Regions from separate parts of the Mus musculus genome. Here region 1 is linked to region 2. Evidence: chromatin contacts called from public HiChIP or PLAC-seq data. All regions are on one chromosome and are shown on one strand. Each heading gives the region's core, a stretch centred on a gene start, on an enhancer-like site or on the middle of the called end of the contact. The rest is flanking DNA. Distances are from core to core; before and after follow the strand shown.

Region 1 (4,725 bases), core at 151-2,650, 190 kb after region 2:
GTGGCTATTAGGATTTCATACAGATTTTTCATTAATGAGAATGATGTCTCTACGACCATGCTTTATAGCTCATTGAAAGCTTGGTCCTAGTCTATCGTATCCACTATTTATCTAGCAAGAGAGTACCTGACACAAAAGAGGTGCCCAATAATGAGTATTTGTAAAGTTCAAACACTTATGGTCAAATAAATGGGTATAGACTTGGCATGAAGTAGGTCTTTGAAATAAATATTGTAAAAGAGAAACCATAGAATCAAATAATGGAAACTACTGACTACACCACAACAAACAAAAAAACTGAATGGCAGAGGAGAGGCAAAGTGGCAACAAGAGGAAAAATGTGTGAAAATGTCCAGCAAACTGTACAAGACCTGTGCAAGATCAAGCCAGTCAGCATTCTAGCTTGGAGAGAGGGCGGGGCTTATGATTCCCTGCCTCTAACTGAGGAACTATCAAGTTATGGTTTCTGAGAAATGAAGAGTCAGTTTTCTTTAAAAGTGTGGTCGCTGTGCTCTGGTGGGTGACCCTGTAACAAGAGAATATAGGTAGCATGTGCAAATCAAGCTTAGTGATATAGATATAGATATAGATATAGATGATAAAGCTATAGATATGGACATATAGGTACATAAATTCATAGGTATATAGATATATAGATTCATAGGTATATAGATACATAGATTTATAGGTATATATATCTATATAGCTATATAGGTGTATACATATGCATATAGATTATCACACATACATACATTTGTGTATATGTATATACATGTATATTATATATGTGTGTGTATATGTATATATATATGTGTATATATATGTGTGTATGTATGTGTGTATTCTATATGTGTAAATTCTTAAAATGAACAAAATATATTTAAAACATCCAGTAAAGAGTTACTGTCCCTCATTGACAGGTGGCTCTTATAAATCTATGACAAAAAGATGACCAAAGACTGTGCTTGTTAGCCCCACACATGCTCCTCATCTCCACAGTCTTGTTTGCAGCGTTGTCTGGGTTTGGATGGGTAGCTCTTGCTCAGCATCCGTACGCAGTTGCAGGCTGTTATTAATGAGGGTGCGCACTCGCTGGGAAGGCTTCCGTCACCGCCCGCCCGCCTGCAGCTGCTTCCGGCTGCTCACTGCAAGCTGCTGTGGTTTTACTGAACTTCGAGTCTCACCCAGCAGAGAGACAAGGTCCCGGCAGAAGCACTCCGCCAGGCAGAGTTTCAAAGGGACCCGCCGGACCGTGTGCAGCTAAGAAGGCGGCTCAGAAGTCACAGACACACTCCTGTCATCGTCGTTGTCCAGTTAAGCGTACGGTTCAGATCCAAGGAGAGACTCAAATGCTCCTTCCTCAATGCAGAGACAGCATATGCAGCCCAGAAAGGAACAGCATGGGTGGCAGCGGCCATCTTTGTAGGCTACCCTCTCTCCCACCCACTGCTTGCTTTCTGTGCTGTGCAGGAAACACAATTCAGATTTCACCTTCCAAGAAGGCCCGACTTTTTTTTTTTTTTTAAATACATTTACTAAAACCCATTTGGTGCTCAGTGGCTAATGTGCTTTCTTTTAAAGTCAGACGTATTTCTTTCAAAACCAGCTTGTTTCTGGCGATCTGTAGAGATTTGCCGTTTCAAAATGAGTGACCTTGACGCACACCTCCAGGCTCAGCCGTAAGACATGGTGCACAGGGTACTTTCCCTCCATCTTTGAATTGGACCCTGCGGTTACTGAGTTATGGGAAATAGTGCCATGATTGCTTGCCGTGTGTGTGTGCATGATCGTGTGTATGTGTGCTCACATGCTAGGGAGCCAGGTGCCACTGGGTTTTGGATTAGGAAGCTGGCTTTGCATCTATTTGAATGCTTGAGCAGCCCAAAGGGTTCTTGTGCACAAGCCCTGCCTTGGCTAACTCCTGTTATTATCTTGCTATGGAAGGTCATGCCAACTGCTTAATTACACGGAAAGTTATGAAACAGCCCAGGCAGCAGAACACTGATCAGCTGTGGACTCCTAAAGGAAAATAAACCCTTCTTGCAGCCAGGATGGCTGCGAGCCACCAGGCGTGTCTGTCCGTCCATGCCTGCATGTATAGCTCCCTTGTATAAAAGGGGTGCCCATGGCTGGGCAAAGTCCTGGATTCACCTTTCTAACAGGGTTATGGGTCATAACACAATAGAACCATTTTAATCAGAGCGAGATTATATCTGAGCACTTCTAGTCCGACTTTTCCTTTCATTGAATGTAAACAATTAAACCTCTCTTGGAAGCTTTCCTGTTCACTCCACAGCACGCCGCAAAATAGCCATGCCGAGCACTGAGACGGGCATTATTAAAGAGAGCCAGCTGCTGCAGTTTCAGGCCCATCTGACTTACCTGCCCTTCAGCCATCACCTCCGAGGGGAAACTGAGTTTATGGAGGAGCGGGCTCTTCCGGTTTAGTCTGTCAGGTGCCTGCCAGGCTTGGCTTCATTCTCACCTTAAAAGCACTCAGATTTTGGATTTTTACACATTGCTTTGTTTTATCTGCCTTCATGGAGAAGACGCCAAAAGAGGCCTTTGTGGTAATTAGAGGCTGAGGGGAAAGCAGACTTCTCGAGAAAGAGAAGGCATTTCTGTGCTGAAGAGCCCTTTTCACCGGAGCAAGCAGGATCCTCTCTACTTCTACAGGAAGCAGCTTGCCCACTGCAGAGGGGTGGGGTTCCCTCGGATTTCTCTGAAAGCATTTGGAGAAGGAAAAAGCCAGGCTCCAATGCCAAAAGACAACTTTAACCCTCCACTCGCAGAGCCCAAGGTCAACCAAAGGTCACAAGAGTACTGCTGAAATCCGAAATCCGCGGGCTGGGGAGCTCCCTCGGGGCTGCCTCTGATGCTGCAGGAATCGATAGCTGAGATCCACTCCCTAAAGGGCTCACTTGTTGGCCTGTGACGGATGAAGTGGTTCGAGGTGCCCATTAGGGTGCAGAGTAGACACTGATATAGACTTGAGCTCCCACGGCTGCCCCGCCCCTTCTTGAAACCTAATTTAGACCATATCAGAGTTTTCATAAAGACATTCCTGATACCATTGTGCTGTAAATCCTGTCTGATCCGACCTTCAAATACTTATGCAAACTGAAATATGTCTGGAAAGAAGTCAAAACAAAACAAATATGCCACACCATCTCTTTGCAGCAGGCCCCTCCCTCCTCATTTACATTTCAGCTCAGACCTCTCCAACCGGCTCCCAACTGTTTAGGCCAGTTAATTAGTTATAATTGCAGCGATTGTTTCTCTGAATGCACTGATGGCCTTATGTCTGAAAGCCAGCTTAGCCCGGTTTCCAGCATGTGTGAACTGCGTTGGTAGCATTATTTTGTAAAAACTCATTACAGATAAGTGCAGTTAGTTTAGTCTCCATCAAGACCGGCCGTAGCAATAATTCGCTTTCTTCAAACATCTACAGGTTGTTGTGTTCCAGGAGCTGTGACCTCAGCCTCTGCCTTCGCTCTGTCATTTCAGTGGGCTGTTTCCCCGCGGGAGCATTTTGGGTGAAGCGCTCTTAGTTTCGGATGCAGTGTGTTAATGATAATTTACGTCACTGGCAAGTTGTAGCAACATTGAGATCTCGTGGTCTATCTTTTGGCTCATAACACCATGTAATTAGAGAGAGTGGAAACTGGGAGAGTAAAGTGACTGTGTGCTCATATTACAGTCCTGAAACCAAAGGGAAGAGAAGAGGAAGTGGCTGTTTCTGACGAGGATGGGCCTCTCTTTTACTCCCACAAAGGAACGTCACAATCTTCCAGATTTAAAGGGGGAAATAAATGGTCATAAGGTTTGCCTGGTTGTATTATTAATCCATTCATCTAACATGTAGTGAACACTGACAGAGAGGTATGTTTAGAGAGGTAATAGTGTTCTTGTATGTTGTAGGGTTTGCATTCAAATATCACACTTCATTAAGGGGATTTATTCAGTCTTGTGAGGTAGGCAGGGTATGTATCCATTAGTTCACCCATTGGATGAGGAAATGGGAGCTTGCAAAGGTTAATCGACTCACTGGCCTGGGTCCCAAAGCTGGCGAGAGCCTCGGTTAGGAATCAAGGATTTGACTCTATATTTCATCAGTCTCCCTTCCATCTTAAAGACTGAAGAGTGAGGAAGCAAGACACATAAAAAGATTCCGGTAGAAACAAGATGGCGGCCATAGTTGCATCTCACGGATCTAGTGAGACCTGCACGCACCAGGACTGGATATTCTGGTAAGTGAGAAATGCAAACAAATAAGGGGGTGTTGGTGATAATAGGAGTTCCTCAAGACAAGGGCCCAAGATCTTTGCCTATGAGGTGTTCCTCGTGTCTGCTACATCCTTACTTACCAAGCACCTGTTAGTATCCTGAAACAGGCAGGGGAGCAGACTGGGCTGTCTTTACCCCACTCTATATGAACTGTAGTCACGCAGCTGACCTGGGAAGCTATCACAGAGGCTGTAAACATTGAACAAAGATCTGAAGAGTCAGGGCTTAGGTGATCAGAGTCCATAGATGAGGTAACAGAGTGATGTAGGCTGGAGAGATGGCTCAGAGTAAGACACTTGTCATGCAGGCCTGACCACCTGAGTTTGATTCCTGGATCCCACAGTGGAAAAATGTGTGTATGCACATATGTGTGTTATCCTTATAATCTCTATAAGACTGTATATAACCATATATGTATGTATGTGTCCTTATACATAC
Region 2 (5,285 bases), core at 1,042-3,541:
CATATATATGTGAATGTATATGTATACATACATATATACTATTGCATACTATTTCATGTATGCAATACTTACTATTGCATACATGAAAGCACCAAATAGAACCATTACCCACCCCACTGCCGCCTTTTCCCATCGGGTTCGGAAGGTAATACTTGGCTAGAAACATGAAGAACATGAAGACTATGGTGGAGGCTCTTCTGGGCTCAGGAGTCAGGGATTGGGTCTGTTCAGTGTGGGTACTAGGATCATATAATTTCTGTCAAATGACAGGTGCAATTTCCCTACGGCACGAGGACACGGCATCAGAAACAAAGCTTCCTAGAGCAACCTTGGTGACCAGCATATTTAAACGTGGGACTCTTACATGATCTCCATCTGGTCAGAAGCTATGTGGATCACACACGCTCTGTGATAACACGGCCCGGGAAGACACTCAATGCTTGATGATTTTAAGAACAGTACTAACTTAGTTACTAGGCATGGGCATCGTTTCAAAGCTCTCTTAGAGACATCTAAAGCTGTTAAGAACATTCAAGCTGTTAAGTAGCGAGTGCAAAGCATGGGTTTCCAGGCTGTTTTACACGAAAACATTACTGTTGCGGTCTCATAGAAGATTAACTGCATCATCAATGTCATCCCTTAAAAGACACAGAGCCACTCTCCATATTGGCGTGCAGGGAACTGGAGAGCATCAGGGGCTGGAGGGGGGCTAGGAGCGCCTGCCCAGGCTTGGTGGCAGTGCAGCCACAGTGACATCCTACACTGAGGTCCAACTCTCTAGCACAGGCCTCTTTGTGGGCACCTGGCCTACTTTGCCAAGAACCGGGGATAACATTACCAGAAATGCTTAATTTGTATCAACTCATGAAATTATGGCTTATTTCTCACTTTTGGACAGGGTCGCATATATCAGTTAAAACCCACTGTGACCAAGGATGGCCTCGAGCTGCCTGCCTGCCCAGCTTTCCCTTCCAAGTGCTGGGATCATCGCTACCCCTGGCTCACATTAGCTTCTGAGGGCTAATCTGAAAGTATAACTTTTGCCATAACCGAGTATTTTATAATTTTAAAACCATCTTCTCATGACTATTAGCTATTCGGTCAGTTAATATTCATTATTTAGGCATCTGTCATTTCAAGATATATCTTAAGCTCAAACAACAACAAAACAAATGACTGGACTCCTGTGAATTACACTTGGTGCTTCTGACTTCACACACACACAACACACACACACACACACACACACACACATTCTATACCACGTTCTAACTCCTTAAAGTTGTGGGTTTAAAAGATTTATTTGTGTGTGTGTATGTGCGTGCGTGTGTGTGTGTGTGTGTGTGTGTGTCTGCATGTGTCTGAGTACTGCCCATGGAGGCCAGAAGAGAGTGTCAGATCTCTCAGAACCCAAGTTACAGATGGCTGTGAGCTGCCATCTTGGTGTTGGGACCCAAACCCAGGTCCTCTGCAAGAGCAAAAATGCTTGTCACAGCTGAGCCATCTCGCCAGCCCCTGTAGTTGTATTAATTAGTTCATGATCTTGATATAAATCCTTTTACAGGCTGTATAATACAGAGGAACATGTCGCAAGTACGGATCAATTCAGCCCGTAGGTTACATATCCCTTAAAAATTACCAGATGCTTGTATAGTTCAGCAAAGTGGAAAATCTAAGATACATGCCAAGTAATTAATTAAGCCATGTTACCAAAAGTGTATCAACCCTCTAAAAATCATGACTACAAAATTATGAAATAGCATTCCTTAGCTAAGACGCTGGCATGTTTGCTAAGCGTCCATGTCTCAGCTTCTCAGCAGAGAGCACACTATTTATTATTAAAACCCTGAGACTGAAAAGGCCCAGGTGGATCGCACTCCTCCGTAGGTCTGGATTTGCAGGTGGATCCCAGGAATCCCTGCAGTGACAGGATCATCTCAGTAACAGGATCATCTCAGTAGCAGCCCCACCCCTGAGAGTGCAGCTCCCAGTAGATCATGGCCCCAGCCACATGCCATATGTCACTCTCCCTAGTCACTCTTTAGAATAGTTCTCTTCTTCTCTGCCAATGTGTCCATCATGAGACGAGCCAGTTGGTTGGGACACTGAAACGTGCAAAGTGCTGTTTAGATGGTGTTAGGAGCATCCTGGCTGCCGGCTGCCCCTTTACTGCAAGATGAACCAACTAGAGCTGACTGCCTTGTCTGGAAAACCCGAAGGTCACAGGAAGGGAAGGGGATCAGGAAAAACGACGCTTTGCTCGGTAGGGGGCGCTCTTTCCTTAAAAATGTAATTTAGACGATTATTAATAGCAAAGGTAGCCTGCCCACAAATCACTTCGAACAGAAGCAGCACTCACTCTGACATCCTGCCCCAAATATAGCTGGAGTCAAGGTCTTCCTAAGTATGCCTTCCTCACCTCAGGGGCACCCTGAAGCCGTCCTAAGTGCCAGTGTCTTTTCACTTTTGATGACTCAGCAGGATCACACTTCTATGGCTTTACGCTGGCAGGGCTTGACTCATGACTGTCGGGTGCGTGCTTCTAAACCTCCCGTCGGAACCACTTTCCAGTTTTAACAACAACCGTGTACTGGGCGAGAGTGTGACAGAAACTATTATTCCCACTAAACCAACAGCGACTCCTTCGTGAGCACGCGGGTCAGCCAATGCTCTCTGTCAGGAACAGCAATCTCACTTAACTCTCAGTCAGGCTGATAACGGACGACACAGTTCTAAGCCTCAAGACTTTCAAACTGAAACATGAAAACCACTTGGCAGTGTTCTGATAGAACCTGAGTTTTCCTAGCACGAGGGAAGGGAGAACAAAAGCTAACCCTACCATGCTCTCCCGAGGTGTGTCCCCCCAGGACTGGTGCCCGTGCTCCCTTCATGCAGTGCTCCCTGGGGCACGGCGGACTTTTTTTTTTAATTGGAATTATTCCTTTGAAGGGAGAGTGTTTTGCCTGCATGTCCATAGGCGCATCCGGAGTGTGCTTAAGTACCGGAGGAGGTCAGAAGAGGGTACTGGAGTTACAGTTAACTGGGACCGGAGTGAATCAACAGTGCTCTTAACTGATGAGCGGCCCATCTAGACCCCCTCAGCCCCACCCCTTTTATCAGCCTATGGGCTCACATTTCCAAGGCCCTATGGTCAGTCACCCCATACTGCCCTAGACACTAACTGAGCTCCCCTCAGGCTACAGCCCCTGTAACAGTGCAGAGAACCTTCCTCCAGCCTCCTCAGCACACAGCTCCTCACTCGTCTGTCTGTCCCTACCACCAGACTGGGAATGAAGACAGAAGTGGGTTTCAAGTCTACTATCACTGTCTTACTAGAAAGGTTGGCACAAGGGATGGACTAGGCAAGTACATGCTGAGTAGGGTGGACTGTCCTCCTCGGACTGGGTCTACCTGAGGGCAAGATTTGTCTTACTCAGCTTTCAGTTTACAAGCAGTGCTAACGGATGCCCCTGGTATTTGCAGATGCTTGTGAAGGAAAAAAAAATGCCCTTCCTTCCTGTAGGAGCCTCCGAACCAAAAAGATCCTTCTCTGGTAGAAACATCTGCTGTGCCCTGAGGGGCGCTGCATGGAGAAGGGAGGTCAGATGCTAGGCAAGAGGTTTAAAGAGACAGAATTTGGCCCCAGGAAAACACCAAGGCAGGATTAGCAAGAAACCACCCTGAGTCCAGATCATTTGTCCTTAGTCAGGGGGCTTTCCCATTGCTTGAAACTTGCCCATGTGATCTAGTTAATTTGATTTTCCTGAAGTTAGTGACAAAACACAGCCCCGAGGAAGATCCAAGAGTCTGTGTCGGGGAGGCGGACAGCTGTGCCGTCTCAGCCAAGCAACCTGGGAGGCAGTGGAGAACTAAGGCAGTCAGGGGGGTGGTGTCCAGGGATGGCAAGTGCAGGAACTGCGAACCCAGACACAGGGTAAGATAGAGCTGGCAGGAAGCAAGCAATGCTGTCTGCACATAGTAACTGTATGGGTGGTGGGCTTTCTTATGACATTTCATACATGTGTGTAATATACTCTGATGTCCACCACTACCCTCCCGATACCTCATCCCACTGGCCCCCTTCCTATCAAATAGTCCTCTTTCTACTTTGGGGCCCGTGTGTGTATGTCACTCACACACACACACACACACACACACACACACACACACACACAATTCCACAGAAGAGAGAAAATATGCCGTATTTATCTGAGTCCTGCTTACTTTAACATCTGTGCATTTTCCTGCAGACAGCATGGCTCCGTTTTTCTGTGTCCGAATAGAATTGCCTTGCGTATGCTGACAGCACGCTTTCTTTACCTCGTCATCCACGGATGGGCGCCTAAACTGGCTGTCTACCTTGCAGAGAGTGTAGATAACTCTGCTGTATTCTGACTTAAGACTCTTTAGGAATCTGCTGGGGGTGGGACAGCTGGATCACACAGGAATTCTGCTTGTGTTTGTCTAAGGAACCTCCACGCTGGCTTCCACAGTGGTTAAACTAGTTAACATTCCTACCGGCAGGCCACAGCCCCCAACTCAGCTGCAGGTGCTGGTTTCCCAGAGGCAGGAATCTCAAAACAGCCTTTCCTTTTGGGTTTTTAAGACAGTGTCGTCTTACGTAGCTAAGGCTGGTCTTGAACTCACTATGTAAGTGAGGATGACCTAACCTTCCTCCTCCTATACTCCCCTCTGCTGGGGTCACACCCATACACTACCATACCCAGCTCCGTGGAGTTTTGGTTTGCACTTCTCCAATGGTTATGGATACTGACATTTTTCCATGTTCAGCATGTTCACCTGCTGGTCATTTGTATTTCTTTTGAGAGCCGCCTACTCATTTGTGTAACTATTGACCGGGTTATTTTTATGAGTCTTAGTTCTTTATATATACTAGGTATTCACTCTGTCAATGAGCAGCGGGGGAAACATGTTGTGGGAGCTTTTCTAATTCTTGTAGTTATCTTCTGAGCCACTGCAGACCATTCAGGAAGTCTTGTCTACGTTATATCTTAAAGCAATTAGGTCCACGTTAAGGCCTCTGATTCACTCTGGAGTGGTTTGGTACAAGGTGAAAGGCCTAGTTTCAGTCTGAGTGTGGATATACGGTTTTCCAGCACCATTCTGGAAAAGCCTCTGTAAATTAAGAGAAAACAAGGCAGACACTCAGGTGGCTGCACCAGCGGCTTTGTCTCCCAGTCCCGTCTTTTGTCCTTAAGCACACAGGCTTCTCTTTACTGCAGTAGCGGCGCTTTGAGTTCCGCAGCTTCCAAGTTTATCCCAAG

The links. HiChIP or PLAC-seq counts read pairs in DNA pulled down with a chosen protein or histone mark.
Region 1: a contact with region 2 is called in an H3K4me3 HiChIP or PLAC-seq map of bone marrow-derived macrophages, with 5 times the contacts expected there. The contact joins two enhancer-like sites. A contact is called at or near these places in 1 of 15 datasets of contacts at CTCF or cohesin (large pre-B cells), 24 of 484 Hi-C or Micro-C datasets (CD4 T cells, CD8 T cells, Th1 cells and 12 more), 18 of 115 datasets of contacts at active chromatin or transcription factors (bone marrow-derived macrophages, embryonic stem cells, extraembryonic endoderm stem cells and 12 more) and 3 of 9 other capture datasets (bone marrow-derived macrophages, embryonic stem cells and embryonic tail).

What each region holds. Positions count from the first base shown.
Region 1 is chr13:111,976,796-111,981,520 of GRCm38.p6, forward strand. No RefSeq gene overlaps it. Among named protein-coding and RNA genes, the nearest start is that of Gm15322, 16 kb to the right of the region's middle. Within about 2 kb of position 1,401, at least 113 of the 459 cell types and tissues checked have an H3K27ac peak or open chromatin away from gene starts, as enhancers often do. A contact at or near this core is called in CD8 T cells, Th1 cells, Th2 cells and 6 more, where this site is marked.
Region 2 is chr13:111,786,065-111,791,349 of GRCm38.p6, forward strand. All of the region lies in intron 1 of Map3k1 (mitogen-activated protein kinase kinase kinase 1), which reads right to left. Among named protein-coding and RNA genes, the nearest start is that of Map3k1, 20 kb to the right of the region's middle. Within about 2 kb of position 2,292, at least 113 of the 459 cell types and tissues checked have an H3K27ac peak or open chromatin away from gene starts, as enhancers often do. A contact at or near this core is called in CD8 T cells, Th1 cells, Th2 cells and 6 more, where this site is marked.